Regions from separate parts of the Mus musculus genome. Here regions 1 and 2 are each linked to region 3. The links are chromatin contacts, called in public Hi-C maps. All regions are on one chromosome and are shown on one strand. The core of a region is the stretch at or near the end of the contact, and the rest is flanking DNA. Distances in the headings are between cores, read along the strand shown. Region 1 overlaps Gm35880 (a long non-coding RNA gene). Region 2 overlaps Klf7 (Kruppel-like factor 7 (ubiquitous)). Region 3 has its middle 11 kb from the start of Gm13749.

Region 1 (2,922 bases), core at 129-2,628, 240 kb before region 3:
TCTGGCTGGCTGTTTATAGGACCTAGGGGCTCTGTCTCACATCTCATGGGTGAAGTGAAGATGAAACTGCCTGAAATCATTGTGTTTAGCTTGGCCTAGTCTTGGCTACTCTTCTGTGGTAGGTATCCTCCACACAGGCCCAGACCAGATTGCTGTGGTTAAAGGCTGTTCAGATGTCCCTTTATTCTCAGGGCTACTTCCTGGTCTGCTACTGTTTCTAAATGGATTGAAACAAATGAGCACGTATATTCCAGAGCTTCATCTGGGAAGGACACAGACTCAGAGTCAAGGCTGTGTCTACGGGGGTTCATAAGCAAGGTCCGACAGATGAAAGAAAGCCCTTTAGAGAGCAGGGATTAAGGGGGATCTATGTAGAAAACAGGCCTGGAAGTTCCAGAGTTTACCTGATACTTCTGATTGAACCAAACTCAGAAGCCATTTCAGGTAGAATTCTACGATGGCATGGGGGTGCATGCCTAGAATCACAGAATTGAAAGTCTGGGACAGAAGGATTTTGTGTTTAAGGCCAGCCTGTATTACATATTTAGTTCCAGGCCAACCCTAGCATTACAGCAAGCCCCTGTTCCAGTAAGGAAGTAAACGAAATGAATCAATTAATGAAGTAGAGATCAGAAACTCAAATGGCATGCAGAGGTCCGAATGCATGTAAATGAGCAGAGTGGGGGACAGGGAAGAGTGAAACATGGGACAACATGGAGGGCACCCAGCTACTCCAGCATCCTGGGGTCAGGCAGGAGTGCCAACCTAGCATTAACACACCACAGGCTTTGCAAGACGATCATAAAATCTGTTTTGAATTTTAAAAATATTGCTTTGATTTTGTTTGTTTGTTTTATTTGTTTTAAATACTGGGCCAAAGCAAAGGCTCTGGCCAAACAGAAAGCATTCCTGGAATTAGATTCAACAGGGGGTACCAGTGAGCAAGCACCAATTTAGAAATATCTGTGACAGGACTGGCTCAAGAGCAGCGATTTGCGGACAATCCAGTTTGTGGCTCTCACCGTCATCTTCATACCCTCTCCTCACTCTCAGTGGCGTTAGCATGAAACCAGGCCAAAGGGCAGGACTCCATGCACGATCCGTTCCTAGGCAGTCATTTTGCTAAGTGTTTCTCACCAACCTACAGTTGTAGAGTTCCCCACCCAGTTCCAGGCATGGCCTGGTCCTTCTTGGGGATTGGAAATTGTACTCTCACTTCTCTCTCGGCTAATTGCTTTAATGCATCCTGAATGTATCTAGGCTACCGCCCCCTAACCACTGGGTCATCATTTATTCACAGGCCTGAAGTCCCTTAAGCAGCCTCCTGCTGGCCCTCACGCTGTGGGGGATTAATGTAGTCTGGTTGGTGAGTCAAAAAGAAAGATGACATCATTTTCATGTCAGGCTCAGGATATGTGCTTGTGTCTGCAGGGGTGACAGAGTGCAAAAAGAGGAAAACCCAAGATCCTTCCCTTCCAAGGTGGCATGAAGGCCCCTCCCCCGTCCTCCTCTTTCAATCCAATCTGGCTTCTCCTGAGGGAGTTATTAATGTGGGACACAGCCTGGCTCCTTCCCTTCTGTCTCCTCATATAAATCCAACTAATTAATTTACTTTAACAAGAAGAATCATTTTTTCTCTCAATCTTTGTTGTCGTTGTTAGAGCTTGGTTTTCCCTTACTGCAAAGCCAAACCATGGCTGCTTTCATCCTTTCTCTTCCAAGTTCATCTGTGCCAGGCCCAGCACATGAAGATCTCTTATTCTACAAAGGCAGATCCACCACTCTAAACTGGGAGAGAAGGACCCTTTGTGTTAGGATTAAGTGAGGAAAAAGTCCTAGAAGAAGAGGAAAGGGTGAGATTCTACTTTCTCCCAGGTTAATCTGGCAACAGGCAAATGGAAAGAATAGCTCATGCATGGAAGCCAGTCAGCATGAGGAGATTTACACGAGTTTTCAAAATCTCCAGTACAAACAAGTTGGCCCCAAACCAAATTACATCAAGATAAGTTTAAAGCTCTTACTTGCCCTTTCATGGCGACTCCAGAATCAAAGCACCTCCTTCTATATGACAGTGAGTGTTCTAATCAAGGGAACAGAAAGGCAGAAGTGGAGAACAAAGTGAGAGGACTGCTCATTTCTCTCTTCTGATTTTTTTTTAGGAGGTCAGATAAGCAACCTAGTTCTGTCTTGGTTGAGTGACGCCATTTGGTTTGGGCTGTTGGATGTGGTGCAGTAAGGAATTCAGTACAAACCAATGGCTTGGGGGTTTTTGTTTGTTTGTTTGGTTGGTTTTGTTTTTTATTAAAAACAAGTACACGGAATAGCACATAGCAGTAGCATAGTATTGGCTATTTTTTGTTAAATCTTCTATCTCCTTTCGATGTTTGAATAGAAAACCCTGCCAGAAATATGTCACTTATTGTCAAATAACTGTCTCTCTGTCTTCACCACACTTGAGGAGAGCAAGACTATATGGGCTCAGATTGCTGTTCCAGGTAATGGTGTCAGCATACAGAAGTTGAAGGTTGCTTTTACAAAGGAAATCAGGAGGAAATGGAACTGGGACAAAACCAAGTGTCTCTCTCTCTCTCTCTCTCTCTCTCTCTCTCTCTCTCTCTCTCTCCTTTCCCTCTCTCTTCCTCCCTCCCTCCCATCTCCGCCTCTTCCTCTTCTTTCTGTGGAAGTGTCAATCTTTTAAAAGCCCCCTCCCCCAATAAAAGTAAAAGGAGAATCCGGAGGAGCAAGTGCCAGCCTGCCCATTCACACTCATCTGGGGAGAGGGGTTGGAAACTGCTAATGGAGGGGCCAGCTGCTATGGAAACTCTGCCAGGCTCCAGCGAGGGGCTTTTACTTGCCACTGAAACCCTCACTCTTGGCTTCAGCTAGAGCATGACTAAAGACACCAGGGGGGCGATCCTGAAA
Region 2 (2,790 bases), core at 215-2,714, 140 kb before region 3:
CGTCCAGGGTGGGGCAGAATTGTTGAACCTAATTGTTATTTTCCAGAAACCTTTTGATTCTATTTCTGGTTTCACTGGTGATTTAGTTGTGTAATTGTGGAAATACCAATCTTCTTACTAGGTCAGATTCCCTATAAATTGGAATTTTAATCCTCACAGCCTATAGGACCTCACAAGGGGACTCCCAGGTGGGAGATTGTGAAAAATGCTAATAAGCATTTTTAGATGGTTTTCAGAACATTAATATATTCTCTCTCTCTCTCTCTCTCTCTCTCTTTTAAAGTCAAGTGATTCCCATTGTGTGGATTGAATGCGCAGAGTCCTACACTCACCTGCGTTCTCGCTATGGCTTTGTCCTTGTCTGACAGCTTGGTTTTGGTTTTGTGTTTTTAGAGAGAAATGGAAGGTTTGTATAGATTTCTGAATCAGCAAATCTTGGGATTCAGCTCACAGTATATTTTTAAAAACTCTGTAGATAGTGACCCTTCCATTCATAGAGACATTAACAAACGCTGAGAGTACAGATGTCTTTTCTTTTCAAGAAAATGAGTCACGTGCAAGGAAGAGTAGTAAGTCGTTGAAGATCAAACCAAATCTAACCAAACTCGCAATGATAAGACATTTCATACAAAACATCAAAATTTCCTTTAATTAAAGTAATGGCTCTGCCGGGGGCCCACATTCCAGGATTCTCAGTAGAGAAAACATGTTTTCTTTATAGGCGAGTTTTATTAGCAGTGATGTTCCGGTATGTGGTTCAGGTTAATTAATGATGCAGTCACCCTGGTGTCTTGCCATAAGCCTTTATTCCAGTAAGTAGGGCACTAGGAAATCACATTGGCCTATCTTGCCATACCATAGAGAAATCCGTAATTTGGGCCATTATAATATGTTTCTGTGAGGTACGTCAACAAAGTAATTTAAGAATTCTTACATGAATACCACCTTTGACTAAGAATTAATTCACTATAAGTGGTAAGTGTCCCATGCAATGCTTTGCATGTTCTTAACTATTTTATTGGCCGAAATGATTGAAACCTCAAGTTCGGACCACCCACAAAGTCCCATGGCACCAACCTTCATTGTATAAGGAGATTTGTACCAAGGGCCATTTTTCTCTCCTGAGAGTTTTTTATTATTATTATTAATTTTTTATCATGGTAATGTTTTAAAACTTAATTTGGGTTGTGCATACGTAGCAACCTTCCTTGGAGGTTGAAACAACAAAGCAACTGGATTGGAAATTAGATTTCCCTTCCGCGGCTAATGCAGTTCTCATTCCTTTGGGAGTTCCCGTTCGCATGGGCTGATGATGTCTCTGAAACTCTATGGAAATTGGTTCAGACAGGAACAAAGGGGGAAGAGAGGACGGACGGCAGTGATGATTCAAATTAGTGTCTCTTCTTCAATGAGAGTCTGGTGTGCTTGAAAGTGCATGTCATCTGATATCAGTCAAGCCACCTAAGGTTAAGTGAGGTGCCAGAGTGACAGGAATCCAAACTTCAGGGTCCCAGCAGTTGAGTCTTCCTGTCAAGTTGGGTTGGATAGTTAATTTGAAACCTGTACCGTCTTCACACGTGGTTCAGAAATGGGCCACACGCAATTTCATCTTTCCTTACCCGGTGGAAAACCATCTCTTCTTTTCTCTTTGATCTGTTCCCAGGCAGCCCATGAAAGATTCCTAGTACCTAACTTAATTTTGAAAGGGTACAGGTTTTTGACTCACGACAATGACAGCTTTAGGAAGAGACATCTAGAGTACATTAAAAAGAATATACACTTGCTGTCAGTGGTGTCCGTGCAAAAAAACACACATTCAAGGAAATCCTTTACAGACACTTTTCAAGATCTTCACCTCAGCGCATGCTGGTTTGAACGCCATCCCCTGGTAATTGAATTTTGGCTTATTTCCAGTGTTTGAGAGCCTGTACCCATAAAATAATGCCTTGAAAGAACTAGTACCTCCCAGTAGAGATATCTTTTTATGTAAAATTCTTGAAGGGAATAGAGGTGAAGGAAATGCTTCTATGTTTGGAAATTGTGGGAGAAATAGACAAATGAGCCAACAAAAGGGTCTTGAAGGACCTCACCCATGAAATTAGTCTGAATGTCAGAAAATGGTGGTTCCTGGACACGTCCAGGCTTGAATGGATTTTTCCATGGAAAGCCTTCTTAGTTAAGGTTTGATGGTTCTATAGCTGCTAGTCCTCGAGGACAGACTGTTATGTGCTTCATGCTTTGGCGTTCAGTGGTCAGAGTTGCCTTTGTCACTGACATCCCATTAGTGATGGCGGAAGTGGTAGTAAATGTTATAGAGTATGTTGAGCCTCTCTATTGTTCCCCTGTTCCCCCAGGACAGCGGTTAATAAGCTTCCATCATGCAGGTGCTGAGAGGGGTGGCTTTTGTTCATCTGAGTGGCACTAGAAGTTCATGATGCAATACGGACTGCAGAGAAGAAACAGGCAGGTGTTTGCATCTGTCTGGAGTGAGCCAGAACGTGCAGCCAAGTCTTTGTCTTCAGAGGAGACTGTTTCCCTCCTGCTTGATCAGTGTGAATCTGTGGCAGGTGCCTTCTAGGTGAAATGATGGTACCTTTCAAAGCAATAGGACAGCATTTTAGGATGGATTTCTTGGCTCAAGAGATCACCTCAGGTTACCTAAAATTTCAAGTTGAAACATAAGTTTCATATGTTCATTCAACCAGAATATCTTGGAGGTTCATAAAGGCATTTTGCTGCGTGCTGGGGCCTAATTGGTACATCACAGTCTATTCTCTGAACTACTGTTCT
Region 3 (2,867 bases), core at 60-2,559:
AGAGGGTGAGAGAAGACAGAACTCAATTAGAACAATGCAGCCTCTGGATATGTTTGAGGACGGGTAGAGAAAGGCTGAGCTTAGAGAAAGTACCCAAGGAGCTGAAGGGGTCTGCAACCCTATAGGAGGAACAACAATATGAACTAACCAGTACCCACAGAGCTCATGTCTCTAGCTGCATATGTAGCAGAAGATGGTCTAGTTGGCCATCATTGGGAAGAGAGGTCCTTGGTCTTACGAAGATCATATGTCCCAGTATAGGGGAATGCCAGGGCCAGGAAGCAGGAGTGGGTGGGTTGGGGAGCAGGGTGGGGGGAGGGTATAGGAGACTTTGGGGATAGCATTTGAAATGTAAATGAAGAAAACATCTAATAAAAATAAAAAATAATAAAAAAAGAAAGGCTGAGCTCGCTTTCTTCAAATACTAATTCGCTGTGTAGATTTCCCAAGCAACTCATCTAATAGACCTCATTGTTCTGTCACACAAGGGTCTCAGACAAGTTTCAAAGAGCTATAAGTAAACAAATTCACAAACACAAGAGACTTGAGAAAAGGAAGTCAACCCCCCTCACTATGAACACATCCAGGAAGCTAAATGGAGACACTGAATGGTCATCTCAGTGCCCTTGACTCTGATCCTATCAGGTCCACTCATTCTTACCGCTGTACTTGTGAAAAACAGAACCTCTGCCAACAGACTAAAGCTGGGGAAAGTCCTCTCCTACAGTCCTTGGTCTGCTTTCTCTGGTTTGGTCCTGAGATGTCACAGGCACTGGGAACCACAGGGTCAGGCAAAGCTCTTTCTTCTCTCATCACCCCGCCCCCACCCCCACCCAACACACACGCCTCTCAGGAGGAGACAGGTTCACCATGCTCTTCACCCCTCCTGACAAGGAGACATCTCATTTATAAAGGAAGGATGCTTGGCCTCTGAATTGGGGTAATGGAATATTTCTTGTAAACCTGGAATTAAGATGCAGACAAAACAAGAGTCCTTCAGCTTCCTTTTATTGGTCCTCAGAGGTGAGCCTGGAACAGTCGTAAATATGTATCAGGGTGGCCCCTGGCTCTTCAGTATTGAAACTCCACTCACAACAAAGCCAAGTGTCCCTGATTTGCCCCCCCCCCCCGCCCCCGCCGAGCCTCCTCCCACTTTTGCCTTGTGTCCCCCCCATGCTTCCATCTCCCTACCCTGGTTGCGGTGACTTTGAAACTGGTAAAAAGCTTCCCGAGGTGACACGCACAGCTGTGTGGGCTGGAATGCATTATAATGCTATGTCTCAATTACAATATTCTTTGGGTGATACGGGAGGCAGGCCCAGCCTGCCTTAGAGCGCACTGCCACCTCCTGGAAAACACCTGCTTCGTGCCGCCTCGAATACCACCAACCAGAAAACATGGCCTCTCCTGTCTTTAGAAGCAAAGATCTGGGTGTACAGAGCCATCTTCTCCAGCCCCCTTTAAACTGGAACACAGCAATCCCTCGAGGAGATGGAAAGGTGTTGCATTGCCATCTTAATTAAAAATAAGTAACTAGGTCGGGGAGGCCACTGGTGTGGGGAGTTGTTATCATTATGTTTGCCTTCTGCTCCCGAGGCGGGTAACAGGCGCCACTTACAGTAATGAGTACCTGGCACCAATAGGATTCTACCCTTGGGATCTCCGGAAGAGGCGCCAACCTTATTTACACAAGGAAGGACTGGGTAGAGGACACAGGGCAGAAGCTGTGTGCACAGGCAGAGAGCTCCAAAGTGGAGAGAACCTTGAGTCCACTGGTCTTTAGAGCAATTATGTACGGAGTCCACCTTACGGTGGGAGTGTTGGGATAAACAAAGATCTGTTTTCAGAAAGAAGCGAATAGATAGGCATCAAAGGTTTCTGTTTGAACTCACAGACTCACAAGGCCAGCCGTCATTTCTGAAGAACAGCTTTAAGAATTATGGAGGGTGACACGCTTGAATTGGCTCAACAGAATGGGTGCATTTGCGAAGTTCTTAGACTGGTCAGCATGAAAAACAGTGGGGTGACAGATTTCTCTATCAACATCGTTCCTTGGAAGTAGCAATAGCAAAAAAATGATTTCTTACATAAAGCCAAAACATTCTTACTTACTGAATCAAACTCAGCTAATTAGGCAAATTGCTTAAATTCAACTAGTGTCCCTTTGAGTGGAACGGAAGGTTATAGATCCTTTGAAAAAAGATAAAAACCCGAAAATTATTCTTTCTCTAGAGAAATGCATTCACATTTCCCCTATTATTTAAAATGGCGGGCTGGCGAGATGGCTCAGCAGGTAAAAGTGTTTGCTGCCAAGCCTGGTGTTCCGGAAGTTTAATCCTTGGAATCCATGTAGTAGGGGAGAATCAGCTTCCACAGGCTGCCATCTGATCTCCACATACATGCTGCGACATGTGTGTCATGCTAGCCCACACTGCAACCTTATCCAAACTGTAATGACATTTAATTAAAGATGCCCTTTACCGTTATCATTCTTTGCAAGCCTGGGTTTAGCTCTGGGGTCTCTTGGTTGTATGGCTTTGGGTGGAAGAGGCCAGGGGAAGGGATATTTGCAAATAAGAGTAGAGCTCTACTTTTGATAGCACCCAAGAGTGGCCAGGGCGTTTCTGTGACTCTTTCCTGGCCTCATATTAAAGCAGTTACATTTTCATCCTTTAGAAACCCTGGATTTTGTCAGAGGCGCACATCTGAAAAGCTCTGATAACACCTGGCTTCCGCCTGGCTGCAGACAAACAAAGCAAAGCAGGGCCTAGCGGTGGCACCTGTTTGGATGTGTCCTTTGTCTCCATCCCTGGAGAGAAACCCTAATGAAAGCTTTTTTGAGGGGGAGCACAGCTTTCCTCCCTCAT

What was found. A called contact is a pair of places that touch in the nucleus more often than the background predicts.
Region 1: a Hi-C map of the N1E-115 cell line shows a contact between it and region 3, with 10 times the contacts expected there. The contact joins two enhancer-like sites. A contact is called at or near these places in 1 of 15 datasets of contacts at CTCF or cohesin (pro-B cells), 3 of 484 Hi-C or Micro-C datasets (the N1E-115 cell line, cardiomyocytes and nephron progenitors), 1 of 115 datasets of contacts at active chromatin or transcription factors (pancreatic cancer cells) and 1 of 9 other capture datasets (embryonic stem cells).
Region 2: a contact with region 3 is called in a Hi-C map of the N1E-115 cell line, with 6 times the contacts expected there. The contact joins two enhancer-like sites. A contact is called at or near these places in 6 of 484 Hi-C or Micro-C datasets (CD8 T cells, the N1E-115 cell line, bone marrow-derived macrophages and 3 more) and 2 of 115 datasets of contacts at active chromatin or transcription factors (cardiomyocytes and pancreatic cancer cells).

The regions. Positions count from the first base shown.
Region 1 is chr1:64,190,192-64,193,113 of GRCm38.p6, reverse strand. The region is part of intron 1 of Gm35880 (a long non-coding RNA gene); the gene reads right to left. Among named protein-coding and RNA genes, the nearest start is that of Gm39654, 65 kb to the left of the region's middle. Within about 2 kb of position 1,378, at least 51 of the 459 cell types and tissues checked have an H3K27ac peak or open chromatin away from gene starts, as enhancers often do. A contact at or near this core is called in the N1E-115 cell line, where this site is marked.
Region 2 is chr1:64,090,410-64,093,199 of GRCm38.p6, reverse strand. All of the region lies in intron 1 of Klf7 (Kruppel-like factor 7 (ubiquitous)), which reads left to right. Gm13748 (a long non-coding RNA gene) reads right to left here. Exons shown (of 3, transcript XR_003947836.1): 3 at 1-2,593. Among named protein-coding and RNA genes, the nearest start is that of Gm13748, 12 kb to the right of the region's middle. Within about 2 kb of position 1,464, at least 12 of the 459 cell types and tissues checked have an H3K27ac peak or open chromatin away from gene starts, as enhancers often do. A contact at or near this core is called in the N1E-115 cell line, where this site is marked.
Region 3 is chr1:63,952,138-63,955,004 of GRCm38.p6, reverse strand. No RefSeq gene overlaps it. Among named protein-coding and RNA genes, the nearest start is that of Gm13749, 11 kb to the left of the region's middle. Within about 2 kb of position 1,309, at least 22 of the 459 cell types and tissues checked have an H3K27ac peak or open chromatin away from gene starts, as enhancers often do. A contact at or near this core is called in the N1E-115 cell line, where this site is marked.